Regions from separate parts of the Rattus norvegicus genome. Here all the other regions are linked to region 1. A link is a contact called in public Hi-C data. All regions are on one chromosome and are shown on one strand. Each heading gives the region's core, a stretch centred on a gene start, on an enhancer-like site or on the middle of the called end of the contact. The rest is flanking DNA. Distances are from core to core; before and after follow the strand shown.

Evidence for each region. A called contact is a pair of places that touch in the nucleus more often than the background predicts.
Region 2: a Hi-C map of Schwann cells shows a contact between it and region 1, with 2.9 times the contacts expected there. The contact joins the promoter of Ssr3 here to the promoter of Lekr1 in region 1. A contact is called at or near these places in 3 of 12 Hi-C or Micro-C datasets (Schwann cells, liver and mammary epithelial cells).
Region 3: a Hi-C map of the Rat2 cell line shows a contact between it and region 1, with 3 times the contacts expected there. The contact joins the enhancer-like site here to the promoter of Lekr1 in region 1. A contact is called at or near these places in 2 of 12 Hi-C or Micro-C datasets (the Rat2 cell line and Schwann cells).

What each region holds. Positions count from the first base shown.
Region 1 is chr2:152,199,832-152,202,531 of GRCr8, reverse strand. Lekr1 (leucine, glutamate and lysine rich 1) reads right to left here and starts at 1,350. Exons shown (of 13, transcript NM_001115029.2): 1 at 927-1,350.
Region 2 is chr2:151,933,507-151,936,491 of GRCr8, reverse strand. Ssr3 (signal sequence receptor subunit 3) reads left to right here and starts at 1,330. Exons shown (of 5, transcript NM_031120.3): 1 at 1,330-1,484; 2 at 2,466-2,592. The coding sequence starts at 1,352.
Region 3 is chr2:151,894,491-151,897,379 of GRCr8, reverse strand. It overlaps Kcnab1 (potassium voltage-gated channel subfamily A regulatory beta subunit 1), which reads right to left. Exons shown (of 14, transcript NM_017303.3): 9 at 254-339. Among named protein-coding and RNA genes, the nearest start is that of Ssr3, 39 kb to the left of the region's middle. Within about 2 kb of position 1,474, at least 13 of the 93 cell types and tissues checked have an H3K27ac peak or open chromatin away from gene starts, as enhancers often do.

The DNA of each region.
Region 1 (2,700 bases), core at 101-2,600:
AATCTGATACTGTCATAGTCACATGGTGAGAAACCAGAAGGCTTGTTCCCTTCAGTTAAGCCATCATTAGTAAATGGAAACGATAGTATCGTCGGCTCCACAGAACCATTTTCCCCTTAAATAACCAACCATATGTCCTCTTAAAGTACCATCTACAAAAGTATTAGCAAGCATGGACCTAAATAACGTATAAATTCAAGGTACCAGTGGGATATTTATTATTTAATGCCTTTCACTGTGACTACTCTAATGTATTACTATATCATCAGAAGGCTTCTGGTTATGAAAGAAAAATTAAAAATGGCACCCTGGTAAATTAGAAGGATCTCCAAGACACAGGGGTGGAGAAGAAACTGATTTTAATGCACATGGCAGAAGACATGGTGACAAAATTAGGGATCTCATTTTTTTCATGCAGCCAAGATAGAGTCGTTGGATTCATCCCAAGAACATTTGTAACTTGTCCCTGTATAAAGAAGTCTTTAACATTATTTTATTGTAAACCCATGTAAACTGTGAGTACGAACTGTAGTAACTCGCTGCTTTTCTGATAAGCAATGCATGATGGTTACAAGAGGTAGGCACCTTAAATTCCCGAGGTGACTGACTACAAGGGCACTACTTTCTTTAACGTTTATTTTTGTTATGCCTGTATTTTAAAGAAATGGCTTCTAAGTCTTTTAGAATTGGGTCTTTACAAAGATGTGACTACCCATGAAAAGAACTGTGGAATTCGCAGATAATTCTGCTTTTCAAGAACTGTGGGGCTGTTTGCTCTTTAGCAGGAGAAAACTTGTGATTTTTAATTTGCCCATTCATTACTTTACTAAACAAGTTCCTTTCGGTCCTTCCCAGTATATATGTGGAAACTGTCCTTGGCAAAAGTACAGTAGTACGTGGCCGCTGCTGCGTGCAAGTTTACGAACCTTCTCTGTGACACTGGTCACGAGATAGACGTGTGTGTTCTTAAATGCCGAAACGTCCTTGGTGGTTCATTTCCGACTCTTACACCGGTGTCACGCCCGGTCATTAACTCCGGTTCTGCTTCCAGGCCCTTCCTCTAGTACCATTCCCGGGCCGTGATTCACAAGAGGGCAGGTCAGGGGCAGGAGAGCGGGAGGTCACGCCCCGCGACTGCAGGAAACTAACTGCCCGACTCGACCGCGCCGGCCCAGGCCTCGCCCGAGGCACCGAGAGGCCGCCCTGCCTTCCTCCTCCCCGCCCCCGCTGCCCCGCCGTCCCGCGCGGCTGGCCTTAGCCCCGGAACAAAGTCCCTGCCGGCCTGGTCCTCTGAGAACTGAGAAAGGCCATGACCCTCACCTAGCCCGGGACTCCGCTGGGTGTAAAACGGCTTCCCCGGTCTCCCGGGCGACCGCACTGCACGTTGTCCTGACGTCAGAGCGCAGTGACGTCACTGCCCACGCCGTCGCCGACGCGGAAGCAGAGCTCCTTTGCATCACTTGTCCCAAAAGCGAGCTAGACGGAAGCTGGCGAAGGCGGCGGGGGTCGGAGGAGAGGGCGGATTTACGCGCGGTTCTGTGACGGACCGGGTTGAGGTCTGGAACCCGTGGGGACGACAGGCAGCGGAAGTGGGGGGCAGTGTGGTCTACTGCAGGGGCAATCATTGCTCTCAAGAGGAGGAAAAAGATGCTTTTAAATGGAATGACAGCACATCCTCAGCCATTGCCGCGAGGGCAGATTGACTGGGGAAGGCTTGCGTAGAATTTCATTCTATTCCGAAAGTCAAGATGAAAGGTTTAGCTCATGAACTGTTAATGAGACGTGCTATTGAACACTCAAATTGTGGAAGGCCTCAGGTTTTTACGCACTGACGACTTACCTTTATTCATACTTTATTCATAAAACAAATATTGATGACCTACTACGAGACAAGCAAGCAGGATGAGATGATGCTTGGTGACTAACACAGGCCACTAGTATGATTAGTGTCTTCTTCGTAGTCTGCTCCTTTTTCAGGATTATCTGCGGTCTAAAGTGCTGATACTCCAGGAACTAAAGAAAACAGTTTCTTTGCAGAAAAGACAGTAATTACTGTTAAAGAATAATTTGCATGAATAGAAAGAAAAGACACTGAAGAGAGGAGGGTGAAAAAGTGGTTCAAAATAGTGCCAGAACTATTGAAGCTGCTGGTTGATACCTAGTTTGAAAATAGCCACATGAAAATAGTGAATACTTCCCTAAGTCATGAAAGGTATAGTTAATACAGAAACAACAGTTACTTACTATTGTGTAACTATTATTATGTGCCATATTGAATACATACCAGTGTGCTAGAAACAGAAGGCTTCCGACAGCATCACCACAAACACTTGAGTTATGCATTGCACAAAATGTTACCATAACTTTAACATCACTGGATATTAGAAATTGTATAGCCAGTGTACTGGTCTGTTATTAACCAAAAATACTGTTATAGAGCACATAACTACAGTTTTGGCGATAATATTCCTTACTGAGCATTTATATCTAAAAGGGAAGGCACCCGTCTGAAAGTGGGGTAAAATACCGTGGAAACGCTGTAATTCACTTTCATCTATGCCTACTCATTACACATCACCCTGAGTCCATTTTCCTTGCCACTATAACTGCCCCTCAAACCTAAATCTCATTGCTGATTAGCCACAAGCCAGACTTTCTGTAGGGGTGCCCCATGTGAATTTGTGCCTAGTCCGATTGCAT
Region 2 (2,985 bases), core at 81-2,580, 270 kb after region 1:
AGTTTGCTTGAAAATTCGCTAGATGGTTCTTATTTATTTACTTATTTCTTTGGTGATGAAATTGAGGACACTTGCTGTTGAGAATAGATGGACTTATATTTCAGGAAAACGTATTGAAGAATCTGTGTGGAGAACCAATTGAAAAAAAGACTGAAGATAAAAAGCACAGTGAGGATCCTTGCTCTGTAGATCAATGCCATTTAGATAAAGCAAAGGGAAAGTGCTATCTACAGACTGCTAAGAGGAAGCCGGAGGTTGAGGAAGTTTTGCCCTGTGCAGTGTAATGTTTACAGCATTGTAGTGAAGAAAAACACTTGCTGGGAAGGGATGTGGTTGTGTTTGTCTTTTGAAAGAAAAACGCAACCAGCTAGTCAGTTAAAATGGCATCTGTGCTAATATTGCCTTTCCGGCTTCAGAGGAGTCCTGCCAGAGGTCTTCAGTGTCATTTGGAACACTGGTGGAATGCTACTTTAAAAAGGTTCAAGCTGAAATAGAAAGAAACAAAATGGTAGAAATTTGTAAAGGCATGAGGCAAGTATTGAATGTTATCACCATTTGAAGATCATCATGGTTTTAGTGACTTCCTTATGTCTGTTTCTTGGGTGAATAGAGCCCATGCCCAAGAGACTAGGGCCTGTCTGTCACCTTCAGGTTCACCATTTGATGATGATGATGATGATGATGATGATGATGATGTAATAATAAAAAAACCAAACTTTAGGCCATGCAGATGGCTGAGAGGGTAAAGACACAAACCTGACAATTTGGTTCAATCTCTGGGACCCAGAAAGTAAAAGTAGAGAACTAACTTCCTCAAGCTGTGTTCTGACAACTTTGTGGCACGGCCTTCCAACCAACTAATCAATCAATTAATCATCAATCAATGAAACAATCATTCAATCAGTGTAATAAACTTAAAAAGAAATAAAAAGTGCACATATGAAATGAAATACCAATAAAGTTAGTTAGTTAAAACAGAGTACTGCTTGCACGGTTGCTCATGTCAGTTAACCAAGCCTGCCTCTGGAGACTGAGGCAGGTGAATTGGAAATCAGCTTTAGTTACCTGAGGTCCATAAATATACACTAAACTACAAATCCCGCCATTCCTTGTGGCGTTGAGAGCCACGTACCCTGAAGGATGCGGAAGTCTTGTCTACCTATCCAATCGTGTTTTGAGGCTTGTGAAGCGACGGCAGGCTGGCCAATCCTAAAGTAGCGTGCCCTGCGGAGACCCGCCTTCGCGTTGCGCTGACGGGTCGCGGGCGGATACGCGGCTGGGGCGGACGTAGACGCGGCCTTCTGAGTCTTCCCTGTCTCCCTGCTCCCATCCTCAAGTCTTTTGCTCCGCAATGGCTCCCAAAGGCGGCTCCAAGCAGCAGTCCGAGGAGGACCTGCTCCTTCAGGATTTCAGCCGCAACCTGTCCGCCAAATCGTCGGCGCTGTTCTTCGGGAATGCGTTCATCGTGTCTGCCATTCCCATCTGTGAGCCTCGGGCAGGCGGCGGGGACGTGGCGGGCGCGGTGGGGGAGGCCAGAGGCGGCGGGGAGGCCTAGTGTCGGGGCGGAGGGGGGGGGGGGGTGCGGCGGCGTCCTCGGGAACTCACTTGCCGCGGACTTCTGAGCCGGGCGCGGGTTCTGGCCGGGATTCGCTCATTGGTACACTGTCCTTCCCCTCACAACACTTTGACACTACGAGGTCTTTAGTGAGCCAGTGGGAGACCCACCAATAACCTTCACTGAATTAGCAACGTGACTCCCCTCATCCCTGAGCATCCTTTTGACGTGCAGAATGACAGGTTAGGCTGTGCTAGAGGTCCGCGGTCAGCCTTGTTTAGGATTTCAATAACTCCCAGAGAGCAACTCGAGACTTTGAATGAGAAACTGTCAACCTGAAGGCTAAGACTGTTTCCAAGCTCAGGTTTTCCGAGTTTCCCATCTCCTGACCCACGCTGCCACAATGTTGCTGGCCAATCACGTCCAAACGTATTTTGTTATTGTGGCCGTTTTAAAAGCTCAGCGTGCAGTGAATGTGGTGTGGAGCCCCCTGGTTCACTGGCCCGACCATGCATTGTTTTGATTTCAGAGCAGCCACGTCAGCAAGTTAACCAGTGATTTGGGACAGACAGTATTTGACTTAAAATGGCCTGTATTTTAACTTACTAGCATTCCATGAATGAAATCTTTATTCTTATTTGTGATCTCTCCCCTCTCAGTTTGTTCTCAAGTCAGAAGATGAAGAAATTTCTAGACTAGCAATGTCCCCACAACCTAACTTTCTGAACCGGGAAAGCCCTGAACTCTGGGACTAACCCAGTGTATTGGCTATCTCACCTCTAGTGAAGTTCCTCAGATACTGGGTAGGATTTACTGACTCTCATTTACCTGGTTTAGCTGGAGTTAACTCTGGCAGGCAGGTGTAAAGGGGTCGTAATGTGTTGTGTCCCTTCCTTTTGTCTTACCTCAGGGTTGTACTGGAGAATATGGCATATGGATCTTATCCAGTCTGCTGTTCTGTACAGCGTGATGACGTTAGTAAGCACTTACTTGGTAGCCTTTGCATACAAGAATGTAAAATTTGTTCTCAAGCACAAGTAAGTACCCTAACCCCAACCCCAACCTGCATATTTATGGGAGGGTGGCTTCTTAGAGGTGGTTTATATTTATTTATAAGCATTGGTTTGAAGTGTGTGTATACTTTGTGAAGAGAGCAATGCCTGGAGAGTTGATAACCTCTTGAGCCATGTGACTGACACGTCAGTGGAAATAGGTGTTGAGGGTGGAATATTTAATCCAAGTTTTTAATTGATGGTTTGATCAGAAAAGCAAATCTATTAAATAAACGAATGCTTCTGAAACCCAATGGATTTCTTTCTAGAAATTGCTCTAGACTGCCCATTTACTAATTTTGGAAGCAAAATAATTAAAAATTCTGGGACATTTTCAATGCCATTTACAATTTTTTTAATTTTGGAAGTCTGTTCATG
Region 3 (2,889 bases), core at 225-2,724, 310 kb after region 1:
GAAATTCTCTCTGCCCTTTTGCCCGTGCTGAAACATGGCATTTCCCATTTGCAGATCTGGCCCTTGTGTTCTAAACTGCTGGGCTCCAGCCCTCACTCACAGCCATCTCCTTAAGGACAGGGCTGATGCTAGAATTCTAATGGCATGGTCTTGGGAGAAAAGTCTGCAGAAGATGCAGACTTAAACATGGTACCTGAACATGGTACATAATGGCAAGGTGCCCGGAAACCATAAAAAATGGACACTAGCTCACCATGATCTCCATCGCGCTCCACCTCGAGGTGCCCCAGTACATTGCCATGCCTTGGTTGATCACGTGCGTCATGGCTCGAACGATTTCTACAGAAGCGCAAAGAGTGTTTCATGAACTCAGCTACTTTACAGAGTTGTGTTTCCCCCTCGTCTTTCCAGAATTTAGAATTTTTCTTTTTTCTCCCCCCCCATCTTTATTAAATTGGGTATTTCTTATTTACATTTCAAATGTTATTCCCTTTCCCAGTTTCCAGGCCAGCTTCCCCTTAACTCCTCTCCCTCCCCTTCAGAATTTAGAATTTTAATGTGATCATTTGATTACTATAATTACTCTCCGCCCTGGTGACAACATTCACCATCAGTGGTTTGGAAGCTTGACAGTTCTCTTAGGTAAACTGACACTCATTTTCAGTTTTCAGAAATATTCAACAGTATTAAACATGTAATGACCATTGCAGGTTCTTCCTTTACTAGTATAGCATCCCTTGATGGTTCTTGTTCTGATAAACGAAGCTGAGTGGCTGGTTCACAAAGTGATCAGGGAGGGAAGGCATTTGTCATGACTGTAGAATGTCGAGTCACAGAGGATGAACGAACGGCCTGTTTCTTCTGCATGGTGGATTTGCAGAGCCGTTCCTTTCCCTCAATAGCCATTTAATAGAGATGACTCAATAACTCTAGCAGCAAGATAAACATATAAAGTGCAGAACAAACAGCTGAGGCCACAGGGGCTCAAAGCCCACTTTGACACACCCTGTCCTTGGCCACTTTGAACCCAACATTGTTCTAGGACACCCATGTAATTGATCTCACCAGGGCCTGCTGGTGGGCCCACCCAGTTTCCACATCTGCCTCTTTTCAGCTTAACATCACATTTCCTCTCCCCAGAGGGTGGAGCTCAGCTAGTCCTCTTGGCACCAGCCAGATGAGACATAGAACTAGGAGGCATGAGGAGTTTCAAGTTCAAGTTAGCAAAACCCTCCAAAGCTTACACAAAGCAGGTTAACCACACCCCTGGGATGCCAGATTCCTGGATGTATTTCAAAGGTCAAAGTCTTGGGCTGTTTTGTTCCCAGTAATACCTCAAGATTAAATGTCCTTTAGCAGGGAATTCTCAACGTAGAACTGGGGTAGATATGTTCTTTTCTCATTTTTCTTTTTTCTCCTTTCCCTGCCTCATCTCTTCCTCTCTTCCTTCGTGCTTGTTCTTTGAGGCAGAGTGTCACTGTGTTACTTGTCTGGATTGGAATTCACCTATGTAGGACAGGCTGTTCTTGAATTTGCAGCAATCCTCCAGTCTCTGACTCCCGAGTGCTATGATTACAACTGTATGCCACTGTTCCTGGCTTGGAGTAGATGTAGCCTTATTTGTATTTAAGTTGATAGCGGGTAGGATTTGGATCGAAGGAGCCAAGGTCAGGGTCTTACCATCTTCGTTATTTGGCTTACATGTATTGTTTTAAGGTTTCCTTGGTTGGTTTGTTTTGAATACAGGGAATGTTTTTATTCACTACCGTCTAACAAAGAATTTGGTTTATTAGCTAAACACTTCCTTTTCTTGTGATCATGTATCTTATCAAAGCACCTACCTGTAAGGTTTATTTATCCTTTGTTAAATAAATGTGATAAAAATGTAAGAAACCTTCCCTTCTTTAAAGAGTGTACAAATGGGGATGGTAAAGGTTTCTGGAAATTGAGGCCATTTTTTTTGCATCTTTGCCCTAAATTAGCCACCTGCACCATTGCAACAAGTTCCTTCCTGTCCCTTCCTGTTTCTCCCCAAGCTGGGAGCTCCTCCAGTCACTATGCTCTTTAGGTACCTGTTGCTTTGGGAGCTGGACATGCCGAGGTGTGCCAGATGTGTTGGTATCACTGAAGGTGTTCACAGAGAGCAAGATGAATTTGAAGGCCGTCTGTTCTCTACAGACAGGGTGAAGAAGACAGAGAGGCCCTGTGGCCAAGCTATGTGACGTTACAGAAGCCTGTACCAGAGCAGTTAAAGCGGAAATTGTGAGTCTTCCAAGACGCATTCATTTACTTGTTGAACACATTTGGTGTAAAATTCCTAGACTTGGGGAGTTTAGGATTCGGTGGCAAGGATGGAGAAATAAAGAAGTGATTATAAAATATGAATATTATAGAAAAACATGAGCAGATCCAGGTAGGAAATGAAAGAGAAGATCTACTGAGTTAGGGCTAGGAATGTCCCACTTCCTGTCATGTATTATGTTGAAGCATTGAAACAAGTTAACTGGACTAAGCCTGGGAGAATAGCATTGTAGGATGATAGACACATGTGCAGACCCTGCAGGCAGGACAGTGAATTCCAGGGAAAGGACGGCAGGTAGCAGAAGTCCAGCACGGAAGGGCAGGAGAGAGATAATGTTGCCAGAGGACAACGAACCAAACTGTATGGAAAAGGTGGGTTGTTGCCATTTTTAGGCGAGGGAATGAGAGACATCTCATTGCAGTTTGCTTCTCAGAAGGCCATCCCTGCCTGTGTTGTGAAGAATCAGTGGAAGAGGAAGCCCTGGAGTACAGGCCTCTGGGAACCATCTGTCATGTTGCAAGGGTGGCCTGCAGTTGGGTTTTGGTAATTAAGACTGAGTGTGCTACCTAGTGGGCAAGAAGGAATCA